Regions from separate parts of the Mus musculus genome. Here region 1 is linked to region 2. Evidence: chromatin contacts called from public HiChIP or PLAC-seq data. All regions are on one chromosome and are shown on one strand. Each heading gives the region's core, a stretch centred on a gene start, on an enhancer-like site or on the middle of the called end of the contact. The rest is flanking DNA. Distances are from core to core; before and after follow the strand shown. Region 1 holds the start of Spsb4 (splA/ryanodine receptor domain and SOCS box containing 4). Region 2 overlaps Spsb4 (splA/ryanodine receptor domain and SOCS box containing 4).

Region 1 (5,586 bases), core at 2,998-5,497, 36 kb after region 2:
TAGAGTGTCTATACCAACTTTCCTACCCGTACCATTAGTACAACACCACCACAAGGCTACATCTTGGGCTCTGCCTCTTCCTTCCTTTCTGTGTATCCTTTCTTAAAACTTGCCCTACTAGCCTTCTGAGGATGTCTCCTGACCAGCCCGCCCTCCCTCACTTAGCCTCTGGCCACTCTAGATGCTCTTTAAATGACTTTGTAGTGTTTTCTTTCCATCCTAAGCTTCCCACTGAACACCTGTCTACCTTCTCAACGCTGTGGCACATCTGGGGTCCACTAGAACGTGAAAACCATGTGTCCTGGGCTGAGCTCAGCCTCTGCCATCTCCATGATCCAGGTTCCACTCTATCTATGGCTTCTTCTCAGTAATATCTACCTCCTCTTACTTTACACCTTAGCACAGGGGTTCTCAACCTGTGGGTCATGACCTCTTTGGTGGGGGGGTCTCATGACCCTTTCACAGGGGTCTCATATCAGCAGCCCTCCATATCAGATATTGACATTTTGATTCATAACACTAGCAAAATTACAGTTATGAAGTAGCAACTCAAATAATTTTACGGTTGGAAGTCACCATACCGCGAGGAACTGTATTAAAAGTCCCTGAAGCAGCAGGATGAAGGTTGAGAACCACACTGCTTTAGCAGGATTACTAAAGCAGTCTCCTAGTGAGGGCCTGTGATTTCCTAACCCACCCACCTTGCCGCCTGCTCACTCAAACAAGCATCCTTTGAGCTGACACCCAAGGGTGTCACAGTCAACCTCTTCTTGTAGTCTTTCTCCAACCAGTGACACCAGACTCTCAAGTCAGCTCACCTTCTTCTACCCCAAGCTTCTGTCTGGGACCTGTTCACTTTCACTGCCTACATCTCTCACTCTTGTGTGCCCACCTCGGCATCCTCCCTCCATCTTTCTGCCCCACGATGTCATTCTAAAAGTTTTAGTCCCACTGACGCCTCCTGCATCACGTGCTATTCCTAGAAGCCAATGCCCCACTAATTGCCACCCGTCTTTTAAATCAGTCCTGGACACACTACCTGTCTGCAGCAACATACTTGCCAGAGCCAGGTACTGCAGTCCTAACACTTGGGAGGAGGGTCTGGAAGATTAAGAGTTTGGGGCCAGTCTGAGCTACCCTGTGAGGTCTAGTCCTGCATGGGCTGCAAGGTGAGAGCCATCTCCAAAAAAAAAAGGTTGTTGGACTGAATAATTTGTGTTTTTACCATCAAGGTTTTTGTTTTTGTTTTGTTTTTTCACAATTGAAGTATACATTTGAAACGTGGATTAAGTTCCAAATTCAATGTGCAAAGCAAGATTCCCATGCAATCAACACTCCACAAAGTTTATGACAGCTCAGCTGGGGTCTTTCCCAAAGGATAGGCCTAACTGATGCTTTCTGCAACTTCAGAACCGATGCCTGTTTCTGAGCAGCAGCAGGAAAGAAAGGCAGCCCCCCACATGGAGGGACCATGTTTTATTCAAATGTGCTGCTAGATTCTTAATTTTTTATTATTGATCTTTTTGCCAAGTATGAGTGATCATGTTCACACAAGTTAAGTGCAGACATTAAGTACTTTTTTTTTTTTGAAAAAAAAAAAAATGATTACCAGGAAAGACTTCTAATGGACCTAGCTAGGTCCCTCTAACCTCCTGATTTTCCACATCCAGTTTCTTGTTCTATCTAGGGAGCTCCTGGAGATCTTTTGTTACCGTGCCAACAGAGGAGGGCCCTTTCAGGAGCACCGATGTGTGGCGGCGAGCCAGCTGAGCCAGCCGGCTTAGAAAAAAATTAACTGGAGCATGGGGGTGTTGACTGGGTCTTTCTCTCAAAGGGCAAAGACCTTGCCTCAGGCCTGAGCCTTAGCCACATCCTGGGACATGCTTCCATGACAAGGTTCCGATCCTGTGACCAACTTGGGGTAGGAATGGAAGTCAGGAAAGGAATAAGCCCTGGAGTGTTGGAGCAAAACCAAGATCTTAGGCCAGGGTTTCAGGGGTGGGGAAGGGGGAAGTGACAGAAAAGAAGGTGGGGTCAGTGAAAGCCAGGCCTAGAGGGCAGGCCCAGTCTTCACTCCTAGTAGTCTCGAGGAAGTTCTAGCTTTAGAAAGGAATTTGGACTATTTACATTTTTGAGGATAAATCCTTCTTGCTAGTGAATGGCCATTACTATTTGCCAATCTGATATCTGAAAAACTGAATCTTCTGGCTTTAGCACACGTTTTTCTTATTGAGGTAAGGCGCATATGTGTTATTTCTGTTTCACTCTCTCTGGGTAAATTGTCTGTAGTCTTTGTCCTTTGGGGCTCTTCCTTGTCTTGATTCTTTATACATTTTAAGCTGAGGCTAGAGCTTAGGGGTGGAGTGCTTATCTTGTATGCACAGAGCCCTAGGTTCCACTCCCAGCACACAGACACCCCAAATCGGTTCCCAATTGGAAGCTACGAAGCCACTGCAGTAAGTAGCATTTCTTTCCCAGCTCTGCCGTGACTTTTGACTTCTTCTGGTTTTTCCTTGCAGATTTTATTTCTATGTCACTGAATATCCTTAAAGTCGAAGAGAAATGAAAACTGAAGAGATATTTGCATGGCATAGCTGGTGAATCTAATTTTGTTCGCAGCTTGCCAGAAGTGGCTTAAATTCTTTTTACCGTCCTTGCTGTGGAAATCTGAAACATGGATTCAGGGTGTGTGTCTCAAAAACTGTGGCCGTCTGTAAAGGATGTCTATACCACACTTTTGACATTTTGTTGTTCTGCATAGAGGGTTTATCGGGCAGCCCAAAACCAATTGGGAGAGCGAGTGGAGCAGCGAGGTTGAAAGATCCTCCATCACCCTGAGCAATAGAAACTGCAGGCTTTAGTTGAAAGACAGAGGTGCCAAAGTGAGGAAACAGACAGGAAGCCTCAGGGGTTAGTCGCTTTCCACAGGGCACAGTGGGAAGTGAACTTTCCCCTTATCTCTTCTAAATCTAGATAGGCTCAACAACTGTTAGGGGCAGATGAATGGAAGGATAAGAGATGTTCACACCAATTCCTGGAGTAGGGAGGGAGAGGAACCAGGAGAAGGGGAAGAAAGGGGGAGGGGAGGAGGGCGAGGGGAAGCACAGAGCAGCGGACCTTAGAAGAATCGCTCAAGGTCACACCGCGGGATGGAGCTGAAAGCCGAATTCAAATCCAAGCCCGGGACTGCAGGACTGAAAGTTCTAGATAGAGCCACACAAACGTGCTCTCTTCTCTCTTCTTGACTCAGCAGCTCTCGCTTGGCCACGGGGCGGTGGGAATCACACTTCCTGGGCCTTTCTAGCCGGGAGTTTGGGGTCCCTTGTTTTTCCTGGACTTATTTGCCGCACTCCGGGCTTTGGCTTCCTCCTCCCTGCTTCCCAGAGCAGAATCCGGAGCCACCTATTCTCTCCAAGTTTGTCTCGCAGCCAGGCTGGGAACCGTGCGCGAGCGACTCCCGGACCCGGCAATCAGTCTTCCCTGCCCCAGCGTCGGAGACGAACAATCACCACCAGCGGCTGCTGAGTGCTAGACGCTTTACTCCCACAGCTCCAAAAGCCACAGACGAGCAGACCCCCAGAAATTAGTCCTCGCCACTCAGATGAGGCAGCTCTGCGAAATTGGATGATGTGCTTGGACTCACAAGGCTAATAACGCTAGTTAGTATCTAAGTGCTTTCTGAATGCCAGACGCGGGTCTCCGCACCACCCCAGCAGTTCCTCCAACACTCTAGTAAAAAAGGGCACACTATCACCCCCATCTTATGGATGAGGAAACCGTGGTTGTGGCACCTGGCCCAAGGTCACCCCAGAGAGTGACGGATATACGACCGGAACATAGTCGGTTGAGTCTGGGTTCAATTTGTGTGTGTTGTCTCCACTACAGGGAGAGCAGCGGTTTCAAACCTACAGTACCAGAGGCTGACCTCAACGCAACGCCCGAGGCTGGGCGCAAACCAACCAGTTCGGAATGCCATAATTCACAGAGACATTCCCACGGACCGGAACCAGAGAGTCCCCCAAGAGCACCGAGTGTGACCGGTACTGGCGGACGATCACCCCTTAGCAGGAGCTGGAGAACACTTACCATAAAAGAGAGGGCGAGCGCCTGCCTGGGAGGAATCCCCAGCGCTGGCAGGTCCGGGACTCCCGGGAGAGAGGTCTGCTGCCACTGCCGCCCACGCAGGGGCGCCCGAGCGACCCCGCGGATGCTGGCTGCTGCTTCTCAACCAGCGGCGCGTCCTCTCGACTTGTATCCGGCGGCAGCGCCCTCTCGCTCCGCAGGGTGCCCTGGAGTTAGGGACGTTCTTGGAGAAGTTGACGCTCGGGAGAGGCCGCCGAGGTCCGGTCCCGAGTAGTGAAGTGCCCCACTGCGCTGATCTCAGCGAGATGCGGAAGCCCTTGCCCTGATGGCCCTAAAGCTTGGCGCCTGACCTGGAGAGCGACGAGTCCCGCGCTCAGGGCACACGGGCCGCACCTCGGCCGCCCGTCCCCGGAGCACCGGGTTTCTTCCCTAGAGCACTGAGCACACGCCGCGAGGGCTGCAGTGGTGGCCAGGGCCCGGGCAGCTGTGCGCTCATTGCCTTCCCCAGGGGCTGAGCGCCTTTGTGCGCCGGGCGCGCCGACCGCCAGGGCCAGCTCTGGATGCTGCAGCCGCCGCCTCCCCCTCCTCCTCCACGGCCGCTCGCTCCCCGCCTTCCCGGCCGGCCCGGAGGCTGCAGCTGAAAGCCGATCCGGCTGAGCTCATCCCTGAAGGCCACTAATCCAATAGCCGCGGAAGGCGCGGCCGCCGGGAACGCCCCTTCCCCCACCATCCCGCGCCCCGGCCGTCCCAGCTCGGGCCGCTGCCGGCTCTGCCACCTTCTGGAGGCCACCAGCTGGCGGGAAAGGGAAGTGGAACCCTCGCCCGCGCCCCTGGGCCGAAGTGGCGCGGACGCCATTCACTCATCTGCGGACTGGCTAGCCTAGACACTCGCTCACACACGCGCTCATTCATGCGCATGGGTCCTCCCCCATTCATTCAAGCGTGCCTAGAGAGCCACGGTGGGTGTCCCTAGGGGCGGGGATGAAGAGAGGAGACATCACGGTCGCCAGATAGCTTTGGAGCCTGTATTGAAGGCCTGCGGGAAACAACGACTGGGAAAGAGAATGCTTTAATATACCCCCTTGCCTTAGGCACACACATGTCCACACTTTATTTCTGAGGCCAGACTCCAACTCATCTTTCAGAATCCAATTTCACGCAGCACCTGCTCCATGGTGCTTTTCCCCTGACCACCTGAGGCCCGAGAGAAGGATCATCGATCAGAGGGCTACCGAGAGCGCTGAAGGATGGCGGCTCCCTCGGTAACCAGAGCGCAGAGATAAGAGGGCGTGGCCAGAGCGAGGGATGCTCTGTACCTCCAAGTTGGCTTCCTTCCAGGCCAGGGCATCCTGCTTTCCATGCCAGAGTTGACATTAGGTCCATTCCATAGTCTTAACTGACCTCACCCCTCAGAAAGTGTCCTTTTTTTTCCCCCCATGTACACAGAAGATAAGCACCTGTAATTCAGCCCTGTGAGGGAAATGTGTTGACCAAGGCTCCAGG
Region 2 (5,436 bases), core at 363-2,862:
GGTCTCCAGGGACTGTTTTGATTTATAGGCTGGGGCAGCCACCTAGGCGGCATGAGGGGCATGTGGAGAGAGCCTGTAAAGGGGAGGGGGAGGGGGAGAGAAGGGGCTATGGGGGTGGGGTGGGAGGCATAAGCTTGGGGCTGAACAACCACCTGCATCTGAGCCCAGCTTTTAGATGTTCTCAATACAGAACGTCGTAAAAGAAAGCGTGGGATTGAAAACGCAGAGAGGCATTGACTATGTGTCTGCTGTCTACCTGGGTGGGTACTGGTGTTCCCATGGGGGAGAAGCAAGCTACATGGGTTCTAGGTGGTGACACTTGGTCTTTGCCTCAGAACGGCTCAGCTTCCCCGCCATAATTATTATACTTGACAGATGATATCCTGTGGCTGAGTTCTACAGCTTACGATAGCAGAGCTGTATGCCTGGCCCAGACTTCCTACCCAGCTGTAGACCTTCCCTAAGCCCTGGCACTCGTCGGAAAGGGACACTGGCTACAGCCTAGTCCCACAAGGAGACTGTCAGCCCCCTTCTGTCAACTGCAAATGTGTTCCAGCAGCCAGACAGTATGGACTGGGTCATGAAAGAGAATTTTAAACATTATGGTATCATCTCAGAGCCTCGAGGGAGGATGGTTTTGAACAGATGGAGAAAAGGGGTGACATCCAGGCAGGGAGTAGAGAAACAGCAAGCGTGGAGGTCAGGTCTGGGAGGTCAAGCTCTCACGATGGAAGAAAGAGCTAGTGAAGTTGTTCTGGTGAGGCAGACCACTCAGCGCACCCATCTCCCAGGTCTTCTTGGAGGAAGAGGTTAAGCAATGGCCTCAGCCCCTAGCTACAGCCTTCTCCGGGCAAGAGGAGCTAAAGGCTCTAGCCTTTAGCATGTACCGTGCTGGACATGTCTAGGAACCATGAGGACTGTCCCAAGGCTTCTGGGATGGTAGAGTAGGAAGCATGGAAATAGCAGAGGTCTTCATGGACCTCTAAGCCAGCCTCGGGAGATCATGTGCCTTTCAAGCACTCTGGAGATGCAAAATAATCCAAACAATTCATTGTCCAGAAAGGTCCAGAGTCCCAAGCCCAGCTCCGTACACACAGGTTGCTAAACCCAGCTTAAAAGCCAAATCTGGAAAAGCCCCAATTACCGTTCTGAGGCCAAAGCCGGGACGGATACTGTGGAAGACACTGGGTGAGGAAGACTCATGGCCCAAAGGTAGGGTCAGATAGGCCAGAACCCAAATGTCAGTTCTGATCAAATAGGAACTAACATCTCACAGCCTGTGTGACTGACTGGTGACTCTAATTTACCTATGCCATAAGTTTCCCTGGCAAGAGTTAAACCCTCTCTGTTTTGCCTGTCTATGGCAGGGACTTCAAGAAAACCAGCTTTAGACCTGAGCAATAAACTCAGACCAGGGTTGAGGTGTAGCCCAGCACTTCAACAAATCAAGAAGAAAGGCTGCCTTCAGCAAGGCCTGTCTCAGCCTTGGGAGGGCAACAGTGAAACCTGATTCCAGACTGCTTTTCACCAAGACATCCCAGGGGGAAACGCTGTCAAGGCCCAGCTCTGGCCTCTGCCCTCTGACCTGGATTTGTTTATACATGGAAGGGTTGGGGGGAGGATCAGAGCTGAGGTGAGCCAGGGGTTCAGAGAATGACATCCAGACCCAGCCAGATGCTCAGATGTGTCGCAGACAAGGCAAGTGTTCAGCAAGTCTCAAGCATGAATCTGAGGCTGAAAGGCCACAGGGTCAGAGGGAAAGAAGAAAGGCGATATTCACCTCCCTGAGTGGCAGCCAGCAGTGCCATCTGTCATAGAGGGACTGCATGGACTGTGAGAGGCTGTTGGGTGTTCAGGGCTGTGGGGGACAAAGGAGGAATGTACTGTCTCCTTCTCCAAATACTCTTTGGCCCTATTGAGAAGTCAGGATAGACACCCTAAAGTCACAGAGGAGTGTGTATCTGCATGTGCGCGTGTGCCCGCACTCATACGCATGAATGTATGATCACAGAATGAAGTATGATGCTGTGTGGGTGGCCTACCCATGTACGCAGGACTCTTGAGTCTTATTTTACTTCATCCCCAGCACCCATCGTGCCTCTTCTTCACATCTCACCTACCAAGAGGCTCAGTGGGCTTATGGATTTGAGCAAATTACAGAGTGAGGTGCTGACAAAAGGCCTGGCTTCTGGGTAGTGGCAGACATTGCAGCTGGGGCCTCACTGCCCTGGCCACCTTGGAATTCCTGGCATTCCTCCTCCCCAAATAGTATGCTCTCTAAGGTTTCCTGTCCCTCCCACCCTCCCTGACTGGCTCCCAAGGCCTGAAAGAACTCACGAGTACACCTGAAGTCCACACTGCCTAGTAGTCCCAAGGAAAACCATATCCTTGCTCTGTCCATGAGCCCCCATAGTTGTCCCCAGAGTCTTGAAAGTCTCAATTCCTGAGTGGTGAGAATAGCCCTGTTCTCCACTCTCTAAAATGGTAGCTACTATCTATGCATGCTAGAGGGCATCTGAATGTGGGCAGGCCAGGCCAGGAACAGAAGACCTGCTTTATTTCACTGTAGAAGTCACCTGTAGCCACCTTGTCACAGCATGGGCGTGAAAACTATTTATTAAACAAGTCAGACGGTGCAGACAATCAACAGCAGAGATAACAGAATGGTAGAGACCCTTGAGATTTTCTTATCCAAACTTCTTTCCCGGGTGGGGAAACCAACACACACACAGAGACCATTTGCCCTATCTGAAACCAGCTGTCCAGTCTCTTGGATCCCAATCCCGGATGGTTCCCCAGGGCCTCTCTCACTTCTCCTCTTCACATCTAGCACAGACTCAGGGGATGTCAAGTTACTTCAACTCAAGAGTGCATTTTAACTTCCTTTCACACATCTGAACAATCCATTTTGGCTCAGTATTCAGCAGTCAAGGAGGGTTGCCTGTGTCAGCCAAACAGGAAATAGAGGCTCTCAATCCACCATACCACTCTGGGGAGTCTGAGGTGAAAGAGACTCAGACTGTCCGTGGGGCTCTCTCATCTTGGGAGACACAAGGTATAGGTAGAACATACCTGATGGAGCCTTGAACTGGCACCGCCTCCCCCAGAACTCTCCAAGGATAGAAAGGATTAGAAGCACTGTAGACCTAGTTGGCATATGCCCTGCATCACCTGCCCGCTGCTCCAGACGGGAGGAACTGAAATGCAAACACCTAGCCAGGGATCAGCTGGCCGAGGCTCATCCTGGGGATCCTCACTGCACAGAGGCGTCTGTGGGCCGGACCTCCTAGATGGTTCCGAGCAAACCTAATGAACTCTGTTCAAACCAAAGTGAACCCTGAATCTGGCTCGGAGCAGAAGCGAGATGAAAGACCAATCAGCAGAGTTCCAGCTCCACTCTGTGGCTCACTATAACCCTGACAGGTCTCTCAGCCACTGATTTCTCATCCAACTTGTGGGTAGAAGAGAAAATAATAAGGACTTTGACCAAGGTGCCTCTTCAACAGCTTTACCACAAGCCATTCTGTAGAATCAGGAGGCAAGTGCCGGCAGAAGAGAGAAGGGTGGCCCTGCTTTCAAATAAAGTTTGGAATACCTTTTCTTCCAACAGTGGACTGGTAGGAGCCGGACAGGCAATGCTGACCCTGAGTCTCATGGTACCCTCTTCCCAGGGTGCCCAGTGCTGTTGGCAAGAGGCTCATCCCTACCAAGCTACTCTCCCTACAACCTTCATTGGCCCACGGGTGTCATCGTCTAGGTTCCTCTCGGTCCCTCTCCCAAAGGAGTTCCCAGAGAACAGTTGCCAATCGCCCCTTCTTGATCTATTTTCCACATATATCAATATCCACATTGATCATAAACAGGCATTTATTTAAGCGCTGTTCCGTTTCTTGCTCAAACTGTCATCGAGTGGTCCCAGTGATGAACATACAACAGATAGTGGAGAAAAGAGTTATGTAGTAGTTCGCTGATAAAAATGACAGGAACAAAACCCGTCCTAATCCCGAGGGCAGGCTGGACAGCAGTGGAAACCAGGTCTCCAGAGCTCTCACTACAGCAGCCTGGCTCTGGCTTGTGTCAGGACAAACACCAGCACTGACTACTGGGTTGCAATGACTGCCCAGATCATGTCTTTGCACACACAGCAAGTAAGCAGCCAGGGGGCAGGGGGCACAATTACTGTACATTTAGAATTCTTCACTAACTGCCAACCTCTCCGCTTCCTCCCCAGAAGCATCAGTGAGGAGTGTGTGCGTTCCTGCTTCCTGCTTCCTGCTTCCTGCTTCCCGCAGGTGCTGGAGAAAGGGAGCAGTTTCCCAGGACCACGTGGTCATGGTTGCTATTCACACCACTGTCCTAACTCTCAGTTAGGTAGCCATTCATGCAATTAGCTCTTACTAAGACCCCACCAAGGCCCAGAAGCTGGGACACAGGGCAATGGATGACAAGGAGATGGAGAGACCTGAGAGCCTGAGAATATCCCCCACTGACCTAGAGGGTACAAAAGAACATACAAGAATGGGACTGGTTCTGGGGACCTGGCTTTGGGCAGGGTGTCCACACACTGCCCATCAACCTAGAGGTCTTGAGGCTATCCTGAGGAGATACTCATAGAGTATGGACACCTTTCCAAACAGTGGTACCCATCACTTAGGCACTATAGACATTTTCTCCCTTGTAGAAAGGAAAGCAGTTGAATTTCTGCTAAGCATCTTTGGTCTCAGAGACAAGGAGAAAGCTTTGGAAGGTAGATCTTCACTTTCGCCTTGGACAATGTTCCCCAGCCAGTTTCTAGAAACTCAGGATACCACTCCTGGCTCTGCTCTGTCCACACTCTCCCAGCAGGGCATCCCAGATGGCGTGCTTCAAGCCAGTGCCGGGTTCCTGACACAAACTGACTGGAAAGCTTGAAACACATGTTTCAGGGCCACCACCGGGGATTCTCCGTTTAGCAGGTGATACGTGGTACAGAATTTCAGCTGCTCCAAGAGAGGTGGGTACCAAGAGAGCACACTGAGGATGTCCACGTACTTCCACAGGTGACAGGCCAGCCAAGAGACCCTCCCAGAGGGAGACAATCAGAGGGCTACAGAGCCAGGACCAAGAACTTAAGATCAAGACCTGAGAAACAGAGTGTCACCTAGGACATATTCAGTACACAAAGGAAGGGGCAGGGCAAAGAGCAGCCAAGTAGCGCCCAAAATGATAAGAAAAGAGACTGGCAAGCTGGGCAGGGGGTTTGGGGGGATAGTCTGGGGCCAGTGTGTAGCCAAGGCACACATAGGATGTCAGAGCCCCTTCCGATCCTGTGCCCACCACCACCACCTGCAATTCTAATGTGATCTTACGCTCATATCCCTCCTAAGGAAACCGGGCTCTTCTGGGTTCTAGATTTCCAAAGAAGCCTTAACATAAACATCCCATCTGACTCGTAGC

What was found. HiChIP or PLAC-seq counts read pairs in DNA pulled down with a chosen protein or histone mark.
Region 1: a contact with region 2 is called in an H3K4me3 HiChIP or PLAC-seq map of neural tube, with 2.6 times the contacts expected there. The contact joins the promoter of Spsb4 here to the enhancer-like site in region 2. A contact is called at or near these places in 1 of 39 promoter capture datasets (neural stem cells), 24 of 484 Hi-C or Micro-C datasets (the AtT-20 cell line, the N1E-115 cell line, Sertoli cells and 15 more), 18 of 115 datasets of contacts at active chromatin or transcription factors (astrocytes, craniofacial prominence, differentiating embryonic stem cells and 12 more) and 3 of 9 other capture datasets (adipose tissue, liver and pancreatic islet).

The regions. Positions count from the first base shown.
Region 1 is chr9:97,014,108-97,019,693 of GRCm38.p6, forward strand. It overlaps Spsb4 (splA/ryanodine receptor domain and SOCS box containing 4), which reads right to left and starts at 4,248. Exons shown (of 3, transcript NM_145134.3): 1 at 4,087-4,248. Gm16010 (a long non-coding RNA gene) reads left to right here and starts at 258. Exons shown (of 3, transcript XR_871043.3): 1 at 258-2,234; 2 at 2,520-3,659; 3 at 3,886-5,586.
Region 2 is chr9:96,980,934-96,986,369 of GRCm38.p6, forward strand. The region is part of intron 2 of Spsb4 (splA/ryanodine receptor domain and SOCS box containing 4); the gene reads right to left. Among named protein-coding and RNA genes, the nearest start is that of Gm16010, 31 kb to the right of the region's middle. Within about 2 kb of position 1,613, at least 43 of the 459 cell types and tissues checked have an H3K27ac peak or open chromatin away from gene starts, as enhancers often do. A contact at or near this core is called in the N1E-115 cell line, craniofacial prominence, liver and 1 more, where this site is marked.